Linked DNA regions of Xenopus tropicalis: region 2 is linked to region 1. Evidence: chromatin contacts called from public Hi-C data. All regions are on one chromosome and are shown on one strand. Each heading gives the region's core, a stretch centred on a gene start, on an enhancer-like site or on the middle of the called end of the contact. The rest is flanking DNA. Distances are from core to core; before and after follow the strand shown. Region 1 has its middle 65 kb from the start of cpeb2. Region 2 holds the start of cpeb2 (cytoplasmic polyadenylation element-binding protein 2).

Region 1 (6,602 bases), core at 715-3,214:
GTACAAAGTATCTGTAAGCTGGCACTCCCCATTAAGGCTGTGCCCTTGCGTCAGCCCTGACTATGACAATAAAATGCATTATGCCTCTGCACATAATAAAAATGGGAATATTTAGTGCCACAGTGTCACAGTACCGTGCCATCATTTATTTTCGCACTGACCGCGTTGTCCCCTGGTAACCCTCGTTATCTGCGTTTGATCACATCATGCTGCCTCTTGATTCCCTATTGGAAACAGAGAGTTCTCAAGCAGATCTTTCCTTGAGATTTGCACCATAGTCATTTTGCCAGTCATTATCAGCCTTGCACAGAAAGCTCCGGCTTCTTAGATAAGGGCTTAGCCTGTAAGGACACAGGGGCAGATATATTCCTTTTATACTATTCAGTGTCTCTAGATGACCTTTTGATTTTTTGCAGACATGTTATACTGCTTAAAATGTCTCCTGTGTCTGGTTGGCCAATGTATAAAGTGGAGCTGCCTCTAAACAAGAATGGGGTTAATAAACATTTATTGCCGCATCACCTTCATTCTTTCTGCAAATCAGAATAAACAGATGTTTAACTACGCATAAACAATAAACCTGTATCTAGCGCAAAACAGGCTACAGAGTTGGGTAGGAAATGATCTTTATTTAACACTGATTGATACTGCTGGCTCTAGCCAATTGTTTAGAAACCATAGAGCAAACCCCAAAAGAAACAAATTATGACTCTGACAACCTTGTGTGTCCTAGGGCCCCCCAGAGGTCCCGACACCCTGAGCCCACTCTCACAGAAATTAGATATACACAGCACCAAATGGTCAAGGTTTTTTATATAGAATAATGGAAAAGGACCAAATCCTGCCAAGTAGCCTTCTGGGGGCAGGAGGATTTTGGGGAGAACAGGCTGTTGGGCAGAGCATAAGCCCTGTTGGCCATGAGTAATATGGCTATTACCCCATGTGCAAAATGAAGCGCTTGTTTGTAAATGAAGAAAGTGGGCTCCTCTGGCCTGTGCCATAGAATGGAACGCTGCCAATCAAATACAGTAAGTGTTCCACAAAAGCAATCTACATCTGATGGGGCATTATCTGTGCCCTGCTGCCCCTGTGGTCCTGGTATGGTTTGGGCAAATCATCAGGTGTGGGATTTGAACACATCATGTGGTTAGAATGGAAAACCATAGGACAATATTTGTTTTTAAAAATTAGAATGATGGAGGCTACTCCAGGCTAAGATATACTTGCCCTTTAAAGTAGTTTGATCAAATATCAAATAAACCAGGCTCAAATCCTTTAGTTTTTACATGTAAATGCCCATCATTAGCTAGGCATGCAGCTCAATGACACCATATTTGTCATATTTTGTTTTGTAGGCAAATAGCAGAAAGGGACTGGCCCATCTGATTGCAAAAATTCCGAGATGCTTAAACCAGTCATTAGTCTCTGTGAATCAGCTTGCAGGCACGTTGATAAACAGCTTAATGAATGAAAATCATAATAAAAGTCCTCCTGTCGGATAAGTTTTTATCAGCTGAGTGTTCTGCTGCTGCTGATATTTATTTTGCTGCCGGTGGAACTAGGTCTCCTTGTTCTCTATTTTCTTTCCAACCACATTTTGAGTCATCTTCTGCTCAGCTCTTGGCAGCCAGGCCACACATTCAATAACTGGTTACATGCCCCCTGTAGAGAACATGGTTTCAAATAATGTCAGGTTCTGTCAGAATATGAAAATGTATATTCATGCAGGGTAGAAGCTTGTGGCCCCCTGTTGTGTAGCTCTCTGCGGTGTGTAGTGCTCAGCTGGACATGCAACATCCCTGAGCTATTTGTCTGATACACAGTACGAGAAGATGGGACAAATTTTAGCAAGAACAATATACAGCAATAAAGAAACGCCATGGGCTGGCTTCTATGTTTCAGATCACAGAACACCAAGGAGACTTTATATCTTAAAGTAGGGGGAATGTTTGCTATTCATACCATAGATGTGTAGCAGGCACTCAACATTTATCGCAAACAGGCAAAGTAAAAGAATGGCAAGCTTTATTTTAAGCAAGCATAAGACTCATGTTCACCTTTGTCCACCAGGGCATGAGCCTGTGCCTAGGTTCTGTTGAGTGCCTGCTACACATCCATGTTATGATCCTACTCCTTGAGCTGTAGGTCTAGGCTATGTGCACCTGGACCCCACATGATATTTGGTGAGCTTATCCACCTACTTGTGGCTCTGCACAACATGTTTGTTGCATATGTGTGTTACTGCCATGTTGTTTTGCTTTGGCACTATTATACACAAGCACTCACCTACTTCCATTATTGGCCATAGCCCCACTGGTGTTGAAAGATTTGTAGATGCCCTTGTTCAATGTATATATATTGTAAGAGGAGAAGGTAGGTAAAGGAAAACTAAAATTAAAATCAGTGGGGTGTGTGTGGAAAATGTTAGGTACCCTGTAGTGATTATAATTGCTAATCTGATACCAGGCTGGTGGTCTTGATAGCAGAAACCTGCACTGGCCTGGGGTAATTCTGTAGAACTACCTTGACTGTGATATTTTATCTCTTCTATCTTCTTTTCTCCAACCCTGTGCAGGCACGTGGAGTAGAGTGAAACAGTCATCTTTTTGCACCTAGGTTTTACTCAACTGCTCATAAATATAAGCAACCACCTTCCATATGTCCTTCACTCTTAGGGAGGAACCTAACCCCTACAGAATGCCCAATCTACTGATTGTCTATCTTCAATCTCTGGCTTTCCTGCTCTGCTAAACTACAATTACCAGCATACAACAACTGCCAAATGAAAACCCCTGATCCATGCAGTTATTGTTCTGCAAACAAAATCTCAGAATCCTATTACATCCTCTGGGGCCCTGTACTTGCCTGATATATTATTCAAGCCAAAGTAAAATATTAGTTAGGTAGGTAAGGCTGTATTTGTACTCCCTTGATTGACACCAAATGCTTCCACAGACAGCGAACAGAATAGTCAATTTGTACCAATAAGCAAATTTCTTGGCTTAATTTTGTGAGTCTTTCCAAATGCTTCCCACTAGTGTGGGCCACTAGGCCAGACAGACTTTCCCACAACCCCTGTTATAGGCCTAGGGCGGCTTTGCTAACTGCAATATGTGCTGGTATATAGTTATGCTATGCTTCACCAATTAAGTGGTTATTTCTGACTCTATGTCAAGCCCCCTGGCAAGATCTAGCCCAAAATTGCTCCTGTACAGTGTACAGAGCTGATACATACCCCCAAAACCATATGTTTCCCCTCAAGAGACCCTCTGTGCAGTGCTGTATTTCTGTCCTGTGCCGCCGTAGACATTGGACCTTTGACTTGTTACCATCCACACCACTTTGTATTTTGTGTATTTGCCAATTTGGAAAATAAGGGGTATCACCACCACAGCTCTGCTTCCATATTATGCTGCAAGTTTCTGGTGGGCGGTGGGTAATTTAAATTAAATTTATATATATATATATAGTTTAGGGATGCACCAAACACGGCAAAACCCCCCCCCCCCCCCCCACGGCAAAAAAGGCCAAATCCTGGCCGAAAACTGAACCGAATCCTGGATTCGGTGCATCCCTAATATAGTTACACAATGGCCCACTTCCCCCAAATCTGCCACTCTAGACATGAGCCCATACTGTAGGTACCCACTGTATGTATTAATAAAGACTTGCCTTTCTGTCCTACCCTGAAACTAACCCTGCCTAGGACAGATGGCAGTTGGCTGAGTTAGGCAAAGGGTGATTGGCACTGGTACACTAGCTTTCAGAACTGTCAGCATCGCAGCACAGTGGAATACCCAGTTATCTCTTCACAGAATATCAGCAAAACTAAAACCAATAATAATATATATATACTGTTTTTATAATGGAACCAAGGACTATTAAGTACACCCATGCTCTTTGACCTCATTCACAGCGGCATTTATTATATCTTCTAAATATAGAATCCGTGGAATTAATTGTGTAGGGACAGAAACATGTAGCACATCATTTGTACTTGTGAACCTCAGGGTGAGTAATGTAACAGTCGGGATTTCTCATTATTCCCTGCCTTGTGTTTCCTGGTGCAGCGTAATCTGTTTGTCGTGTGGTTTAAGAGGGCCATTGTCTTCTAATGGCAGGGATGGGTGCCAAGCACATTCCTTAGCTCACTGTCAGTAAATGCCTTGTTTTGAATTGTTTGCATACCATGATGTGAATGTCACAGACTTCACAATTCCAAATTAGCCTCTTAAATTAATTTCAGGATTATTATTAAGTAAAATGGGAGGGTGGAGCTGGGTGTCAGCGCTGAAATATCCTGCTCGGCTAAGGCCATTACTTATTGTGCCACCACACACAGACTTGCTTTTCAGCTTCCCCCGGGGGGACCGACCACTGGTCTACAGTAGCTATGGATATACAGTTTCCATAATGGCAGTTTGTTTCCTAGACCATGTTCCCTATAAAGGCAGCTATCAATGAATTGGCCTGCAGGTCTAATGGCTGGATTCTGGCTATTTTGATCATCTACTTGGTCATACTACTAACTAATGGTCTCTTCTCTGAACAGAGAGAGGGGCAAACCTATTACTGGCAGTATATTATACATCATTCAAGAAAAGGGAGATTAGAACCCCTTATTTATTATATGGTCAGGGCATTTACTAAATCTGGAAAATTAGCCAGCTATCAAGGATTTACTTTCAGAAATATATTGCTAATTGCTGTCGGCTACTGCACTATTGCAAAACTGTCCAGTGCTCATAAATATACCTCAGTAGTGACTTTTAGTATGGTAATGGGGTTCTTTACTTAAACCCTGCTTAAAACATGATGTGGATAGACTCACCAGGGCAATTTAACCAGCCCGTTTTGACCCTTCTAGTATCTGTTTGTTCCTGTGAGTAGTGAATAGGTAGATTGTTGCATCCTGTTGAGGTGCCTTTTTGCTAGTTGGTCGTTGGTTTAAGCTCTCTTTGGAAACACAGCCATCACTAGCACTCCCTATTTAGTCTATCATGGGCCTACTAACGTCAATAGGACTTCTGGAGAGCTTACATGCTTACAGAAGTCTATAGTTGTGAATACCCTGAAAATGGAGCTATTGAGGCCTAACTAGAAGTGAGATCTCCCCCATGCTGTTAATGTTGACCTCCCAATCCCAAAGAGAAAGAAAAAATAGTTATATATACTTGTTACCTCTTGCATATGCCAATGCTCTTCCAGAGCAGAAGATCCCATTTCATCTAAACTCTACTTGAGGTCAGCGCTAGGTTGGAATCCCAGAACAATTATGCACAGCCTTTTGAATATGGACTTGCAAGATAACCTAGTAAAGGGTTCCAGAGTGTGAAGTGTGGATGGCTAAAGGTTACTAAAATTTGGTGATGCACTAAGGCCATTATACTGGCAAATAATGTAATGCTATGCACTGAAGGAGACTCCAGAAATTTAGCATTACCAGATGAGGACTATTCAATATGTGTCCCCAAAGCAGGTGCTTATTTTTAAATTCCTGGCTTGGAGGCAAGTTGTACTGATAAACAGAGCCTCCTGTAGGCTGCCAGTCAACATAGGGGCTGCCAAATAGCCAATAACAGCCCTTATTTGGCACCTTCAGAAACTTTTTATGCTTATGTTGCTCCCCAATACTTTTTACATTTGAATGTAGCTCACATGTAAAAAAAAGTTTGGGGACCCCTGCAATAGAGTATCCACCAATATGCCCATGGAACAAATGGATGGATACCAAATTAGGGTCCACACATGGAATGGGCACCTCTCTATTGTTTCATTAGTCTGGTCCAAGAGCCCTAACAACTAAGTTGTGGCATAAATACCATGCAACAAGGTGCTGATGTACAATTCTAGTTTGACCTTACTTACTTTTTTCCTTAAGCTTGAATAAGCTTGATATGAAGAAGGGTGACTTCCAAGAAGTAGTAAGGTTGACAGGTCTGGGTTGTGCCACATCTAGAATAACCTTGACCAGAAACATACCTCCTATCAAGATCTACAGAACATACCTAAAGACATCCATAATACAATCTGGTTACATATATATATATATATATATATATATATATATGTATATACTGTATATACAAATGTTTGTTTGTTCTCTAAATATTAGAGGGAGGGTCTTCTTCTTCTGAGATATTTCTCCCCACAGTTTTGGTGTATGCCTGCACCGACAGATTGGTAGGGTGTGCACAGTCAGCACTGGCATCCATCTGTTGACATTCCTCTGCTACTGATGTCATCAATATATTGTCTCTTACCATAAGCACCTAATTACTCAGTAATTATTTATATGTATAAATATTATTATCTATTATTAAGAAATAAGTATGTGGAACACAAACATGAGCCAGAGCTCCCTTGCATTGCACATCAGCATAAGAAAAGCACTTGATACATGGCCTAAACCAACAACTATATAAAAGTATTCTTTATCTTTATATGTAAATCCATATAACAAATATACTTATCATGCTTAATAAGAAGAAAAGAACAAGGAATCTTGTTTAATTAATATCCAACTGGATTTAGTCACCAGCTATTTTATATTGAAATGAGTCGGGTAGAATGCATTAGCACATCGGCTGAGCCGGCTTGTT
Region 2 (6,440 bases), core at 3,832-6,331, 64 kb before region 1:
AGTTTGCTTGGACAGCCAGAACCTGCACTGCTGACTGGACCTAGAGATAGGTTGCAAGTGAGGCTACTTACCCATTTCATTTGAGAATAAGCCTAATCAGGACATCACCATTGCCTTTCAAGGGTCCATGGGCCCAAGCCCACATCTCTCATGGTTATTTTCAGAACCACAAGGGTCACAAAAGTCATCTTTGTGATCTTATCGATAATATCTGTACTTCCTAGCTTTCCTGTATAACCCCAAAATTATATCTACATTTAAGCATACACGTTTTCCTTATACAATACAATCCCTTATACAATTCTGGCTTGCTTTTAAATTAAAACCTATTATCTTTAGTTCATAATTATTTCCTTTAATATTTAATTATAATATTTATATATTTTCCCATCACACATCTGCTCACCAGGCTTATATCGCAGTTCTAGCCACTGCGGCAATCTTTACTACTTGTAATGCCATCCCTGTCTGGTTATGGCTCCAAAGAGTTATATTTACATTAACTTTTTAGTTATAAGCCATTGAAATATTTGCTCTTTATAAAAGTTCTGCTGTGTACATATGTTGTTGTTTTAAGCCCAATGTCCTGCAATGAGACTCTTTCAGATGTATGTGGTCTTATAAATATAGAGATGGTCTACAGAAATTCAGTTTCAGAGGCAGCTTGATTTTGCATCATTAAAGACATGGGGGAAAATATGGAAAACCTGTTTAAATATACTGTGTGTATATATATATTTGGTCAGTAAATGCAGACAGAGAGAGAAAAACAGCTGACTTCTAAAGGGTCAGTGATCACCGCCCAGATCAGCAGATCAGAGTCCACGTTCCCAGCGTGTAAGATATGTCTCAGCAAAACCAGGCACATGAAAACAATCGGGGAATTAAGGGAATTATGTTCTGTTGTTTGATTTGTGAATCGGAATACTATTTCATCCCTCTGCTGACAATGGGCTATGACACGTCGCTCAGGACTGCAGGCCTCCCCGACATCAAAAGCACTCCATTCAGTGACAGAACAGAGACCCGACCAGAAACAATTTGCAATTAATATATATCATGGGTAAGGGGTAGATAGAGAGAGCAGACAGTTTGTTATAAACCCTAGATAACACTGCTATAGAAATGTATTGTTGTAAAAGAAAATACAAAGACAATAGCAGGACATTAGTGGGCAGGGGGGAAGGGAACACAAGCCCCTAATTTCTAATAACACAAAAAGACAATGTATAACAATCTGGCTACAATCTTAACCACATAAAACCAAGGCAATGTTGAATGCCCAAATAAACCTGACTGTAGCTAAAAAGTACAGGAAATGACGGACATTAAAATGGTGGTCCAATGGTGTACACGCCACTGTCCACTCTGCCTTGCATAAACATTAGGCCTCAGCAGGTATAAACTCTATAGCTTATGTGCACAGGGTGAATAGACACAAACTGGGGTACATATAGTTCTGCGCATATATATTGCATATAGTAATACGTCTGCTGTGTATAAGTTAGAAAGACACCAATGCCCACCCAATGTTGGTATAGATTGCATCCACCGGTGCTTCAGAAACATTGCATTCAATCTCCATTCCATGTATTTATTAATACCAGGCATAAGGCCCTGTAGATGATTATAGACTACTACTCTGAGCATGGCACCAACAGCAAAAAGGAATGTCAGCAGGGCAGCGAGCCATATTACAGTGTCAGCAATTATGAACATGGCAGCACATTCCAAAGGAGACTGGAGAAGGATGTTCAACCAACACCCATACAACTGCTTCACGATAGGCTGACACGATCATTTATTTAAGTGGGGACTCTAATTATTGTTCTTACAATGTATCGATATAGCGCCAACCTATTCCCCAGCACTTTATAGAGACTGAAATTCAGTTAAATCAGTCCCTGACCAAGGAAGCTTACAGTTTAAAGAGTGTTAAATGGACGCATTTTAATCATGGAAACGCTGCAGAATGAACCTTATAAGAAAGGCCTCCTATCTCATTGTGAGGAAATTTATAGGTCTAGATAGCAGCAATCATCTGTTCTTCTCCATAATAAAATAGATTCAGCTCTGCCCAACCTACATTATAATGGCCCAGACCATTAGTCTCAATGCAATATGACCCTGTATTAAACTGCACGGTTAATAAAGGCCTACCCACAAAGCAGTCTCGGAATGATCACCAGACAAAATCCCATTATGTCTTTCCATTGTCAGCCATGATCAATGCCTTCCTCGAAATACAGTCAAATTGAGCAAAGTCTAAATGCCACTGTAGGGTACATAATGCCCCTTATTGCATATAGAATAATAACAATGATAAATAGCAGCCAGTAAGGTATTACTTTCCTAAACAGAACCCAGACTAGAACACTGCCATGGATTTGTATATCTAGCACAAATAAATACTCACTGGGTTCCATATGGCAGTAAAGGTGCATCAACGAATGGTTAAAGCAGCTGAAACTGTCACGGCAACCACCTGGACAGTGAAAGCCCATTTTTTGCAAAAATGGAGACTGCCGCATAAGACAGTGGCACCTTGGATGGGAAGGCATTTAATGGACACAAGGAAAATGCTGCCTGCCCTAGCTGACATGCAACAAAATGTCCCCCAGGTGAATTTTCTACAAAATTACCTACAATGGTAAATGGCTTGCTCACCAGCAGGAACAGAAAAACAGCTGCTGAGGAACCTCTTGGGTGGGTATCTCTGTTCTGCCATGAAAAACAGCTCTTTGTATTGGGCAAATCCAAGAGGTTCTGCCGCAGCTGAAGTGCAACGAGCATACAAAGAGTATGCTTAAGAAAGTTAACTGCCAGCCTGGCAATAAAGGCACTTGCCTATGTATGTGAATTACATCAGCGGCAGAATGACAGGGACATTTGTGCCTTATAATAGGGGGCTATATGTGTAACATCTTGTCCTTCATGAGGTATATATGACAGCTGGCAATATTAGTTACAGTATGGCAGCAAAGTTCAGGTATATCAAAGAGAACCTGCCATTAACCAAGTGGCCATAATGGGGTATATCTCTCTGTATTATATGCCCTTGGTGTGGCCTGTCACTGACTGTGGCAATTGCCCATAGTGCCAGCCTGGCAGTTGGCTTTGCATGATACAGGCTGGCTGCTGGGACACTTGCCCATAGGGGGACATTCAGTGAGAAGCTGGCAGTAACATATGCTTTTAGCAAATGTGTCTAGTGAAGTACAGCAATGATTGTCAGCGACATCTGACCGACCTAATACAGCAATGGGTCTCTGTGACATCTGCCCCCAAGGTGGGCATATCAATGACTAGAAATGCCATCTGTCAATAGTAAAGAACAGCAATGGCTGCCAGTGACATTTGCCACCCCTTGGTGCAGCAAAACAATGCCTGCCAGTGACATCTGCCCCTTACAGTAGGTTATAGCACTAGTAGTCATTGCTGTGTCCCTAGCGGGGCATATGCCAGTGCCATGCCCATAGTGAGTACATCTGTAGCAGGGTGTTACCTGGTGGTGATTGTAGCTGTTCCTCTGCTGTAGGAAGGCTGCTGCCTGGTGGTGCTGGGGGTTCAGCTGGGGGCTTACTGGGGACCTCCGGCTTTGCTGCTGCTGCTGGGGGATGTTGATCTGAGCAGAGAATGGGCTGCTGAATCCGGGCACATTGATTCCTGGGCAGGGGTTGCCAGAGAAGCTCTGGAAGAAGGCCGGGTTGATGGAGGAGGGGATGCCAGGGTAGAAGCTGTCCGGGTCCGGGCTATGCAGGGCGTTGAGGTTCGGCCCGGCAGGGTGTGGTGTAGCCGGCTGCTGCTGCTGTGGCAGTGCGGGAGGCGGCGGGGGAGGCGATGAAGTCTGTACAGACCATGGGGTACCGAACCCCGGCAGGGCTGGGGGGGATCCCCCTGGGGTTTGCGTGCTGGGTAATTCTGGGGATCCGGGGTATGGGCCCCCCAGCAGGTTGGGGAGATGCCCCCCCTGTGCTTCCATCGGCAGCTTGCCTTTAGCCGGCAGGTGGTGGTGAGACAGAGCAGGGGGGGACGTTGCCGCATGAGCCTCCCCCAGAACCGCTTCCTCGGCCGAGCAAGAGCTGGAGGAGGACGAGGAAGAGGAGGAAGAGGAAGGAGAGCCTGGCAGATTCTTGTCCGGACAGTCCAGCTCCTCTGCTGCTGCTGCTGCCGCCGGCGATCCCTGGCGCTGGTAAGCTGAGGGCTGCTGATTCATCTCCCCGGGCTGCTTCTTCAGCTCCTCCCTAAACGCGTCCCCCTCCTGGGGGCTGAAGTCCTTCCTCTTGGCCGGTTCCTGTAGCAGCAGGGCAGGCGGGGAGGCTCGGCTTGGGCCGCTCTTGGCAGCAATACTGTGCTTACTCCCGGGGGCACAGCTCACCCCCAGCAGCAGCTCATCCTGCATCACCTGCTGGTACCCGGCCGAGAGGAACAGGGCGCTGCCCGAAGCGGCCGACAGGGACGGGAACTGAGCGCTGCCTCTGTACGCCCCTCCGCCAAACAGGCTGCCCCCGCCGCCACCGCTACCGCCACTGCCACCGCTACCGCTGGAGAGATTGGCCGCCTGCAGTAACCCGAAGCCGTAATCCCCCATCTATCGGCTGCGAGTGGCGCTGCCTGGGACACTGCGCTCTCCCTGTCACACTGCGCTCCCTGCCCGGCCGGGATTCACTGCTCCTGTAGTGCTGCTGTGCCTTACTCTAAGCCTTATATATTACATACAATTATAGCTCTCTCTCTCTCTGTATATATAATATAGATAGATATATATATATTACTATGTCATAGATTCTATATACAGCGCGGCTCTCTGCTCTGCCTACAAAATAATACAAATATAAAGAAAAATAAACCACATATACATATATTATATATATAAAACCCTAAGCTGCTCGTTGCCTTGTGTTCTGTTGCAGGTGAGGAGGTTGCAGTTGGGCTTACTTGTTACTAGTGAGGGGTGAAGCAGTTCTATATCTATAAATAAAGGAATATATATATATATATATATTATATAGCGTGTCTCTTGCTTAGTCCTTGGTGCCCTATGTCCTCTTCACCCCCCTCCTCTCCTCCTTATGCCGGCTGCTTGACTGCGGGGTGACATTAAAAACCCCGGAAGTGGATTCGTCACCTAAACGTCACAGCCCGGCCGTAGCCCCGCCTCCTTCCACTGCTGCTTTATGGAGAGCTCATTAATATTACAGAGCAGCAGCGCCCCTCCCCCTTAGCACAGGGACATCCTGGTCAGGCAAAGCTGCCATTATTAACCCTTAAGCGCTTGTGGATGCTTAAAACATATATTTTTTTCTGCTTTTAATATTCTGTTCTGGTTATTTGAAGAGAATCGATTTTATGGGCTCGTTTTGGTCACAGGACCGGGAATGGAAATTCAGGATTCGTCTAACTACATCTCTCAGCTCCCTGCATATGCTGCATATGAAAAGCCCCAGCCTGCAGAGCCATCAAATATCAAATAAAGGGAAACTTCACCCATAGTGAAAGAAATGACCCGTTCCAAACATGTTAATATTGCAATTTATGTATCCCTTCCTGCTCCTCTGTGTCTGACCTTTGAAACAATGTAGCAAGAAGCCAGTTCTCCGGAGCAGTTATTTAACTGGCATTTGCTACATTGTTTCAGGAGTCAGAACGATGACTTAGAGACTGTTTTTTAATGGTAATTGCAAAGAACTGCGAAATCATTGACAGTATGTAATGGGTGGATATTGGAAAAGTTGCTTTTAGTTCTCCTGAGGCAGTGATAGGGTTACACAGAGTGTACAGACGCCTGTTTTGCACGCACGTACACACTGCAGAGATATGACTGCTGCAAACCCAGTGCTGGGCATTGTACCCCCCCCAGCTACACTTGATATTCTGGCAAGAACACATGATGGGGTATAGCAGGCAAAGGTACACGTATAAATAATAAGGGTGCTGCTTGGTCACAGCTGGCAAAAAGAATCCCAAGGGCTTCTAATCTGCCCTGCGGATCCCTAAACTGCTTTTGAACTCCATCTCCCAGCATCCCCAGCTAATTGTAGTTCAGTTGTCCCTAAAGAAAGGACCCTGCAGAATATGCTGTATGAGTGAGTAAGGGGGGTGGGGTGCAGGCAACTATACATGATTTCCAGACAGTAACGTGTGGAGGGGGGTATTATTTTATTCATTTTTTTGTACAGATAACAGTAGTCAGAAGAGAGAATATTCATGATTTAGCCCAAAGCTGCCTGCAGCAGATGTCACCCCCACCATACAATTGTGCTATTGTAAGAGGAGTGCGACAGCAGTTCTTTATTTACACTGGGGCTGAGCTGTGAATGGGTGCAACGCCTTCGCCCAAACGCTATTGACAGCGCTGCTGTTGCTGTTTGTTAAAGGCCACTGAGCAAATGGTTTCATTCACTCGCCCTTACTTGTGCAAAAGGCTAGGCAGTGTCACA

What was found. Hi-C and Micro-C count contacts between places; a contact is called where the count stands out from the background.
Region 2: a Hi-C map of tailbud embryo shows a contact between it and region 1, with 1.8 times the contacts expected there. The contact joins the promoter of cpeb2 here to the enhancer-like site in region 1. A contact is called at or near these places in 2 of 5 Hi-C or Micro-C datasets (brain and tailbud embryo).

What each region holds. Positions count from the first base shown.
Region 1 is chr1:27,675,838-27,682,439 of UCB_Xtro_10.0, reverse strand. No RefSeq gene overlaps it. Among named protein-coding and RNA genes, the nearest start is that of cpeb2, 65 kb to the left of the region's middle. Within about 2 kb of position 1,964, at least 1 of the 11 cell types and tissues checked has an H3K27ac peak or open chromatin away from gene starts, as enhancers often do.
Region 2 is chr1:27,743,219-27,749,658 of UCB_Xtro_10.0, reverse strand. cpeb2 (cytoplasmic polyadenylation element-binding protein 2) reads right to left here and starts at 5,081. Exons shown (of 10, transcript XM_004911232.4): 1 at 3,506-5,081. The coding sequence starts at 4,591.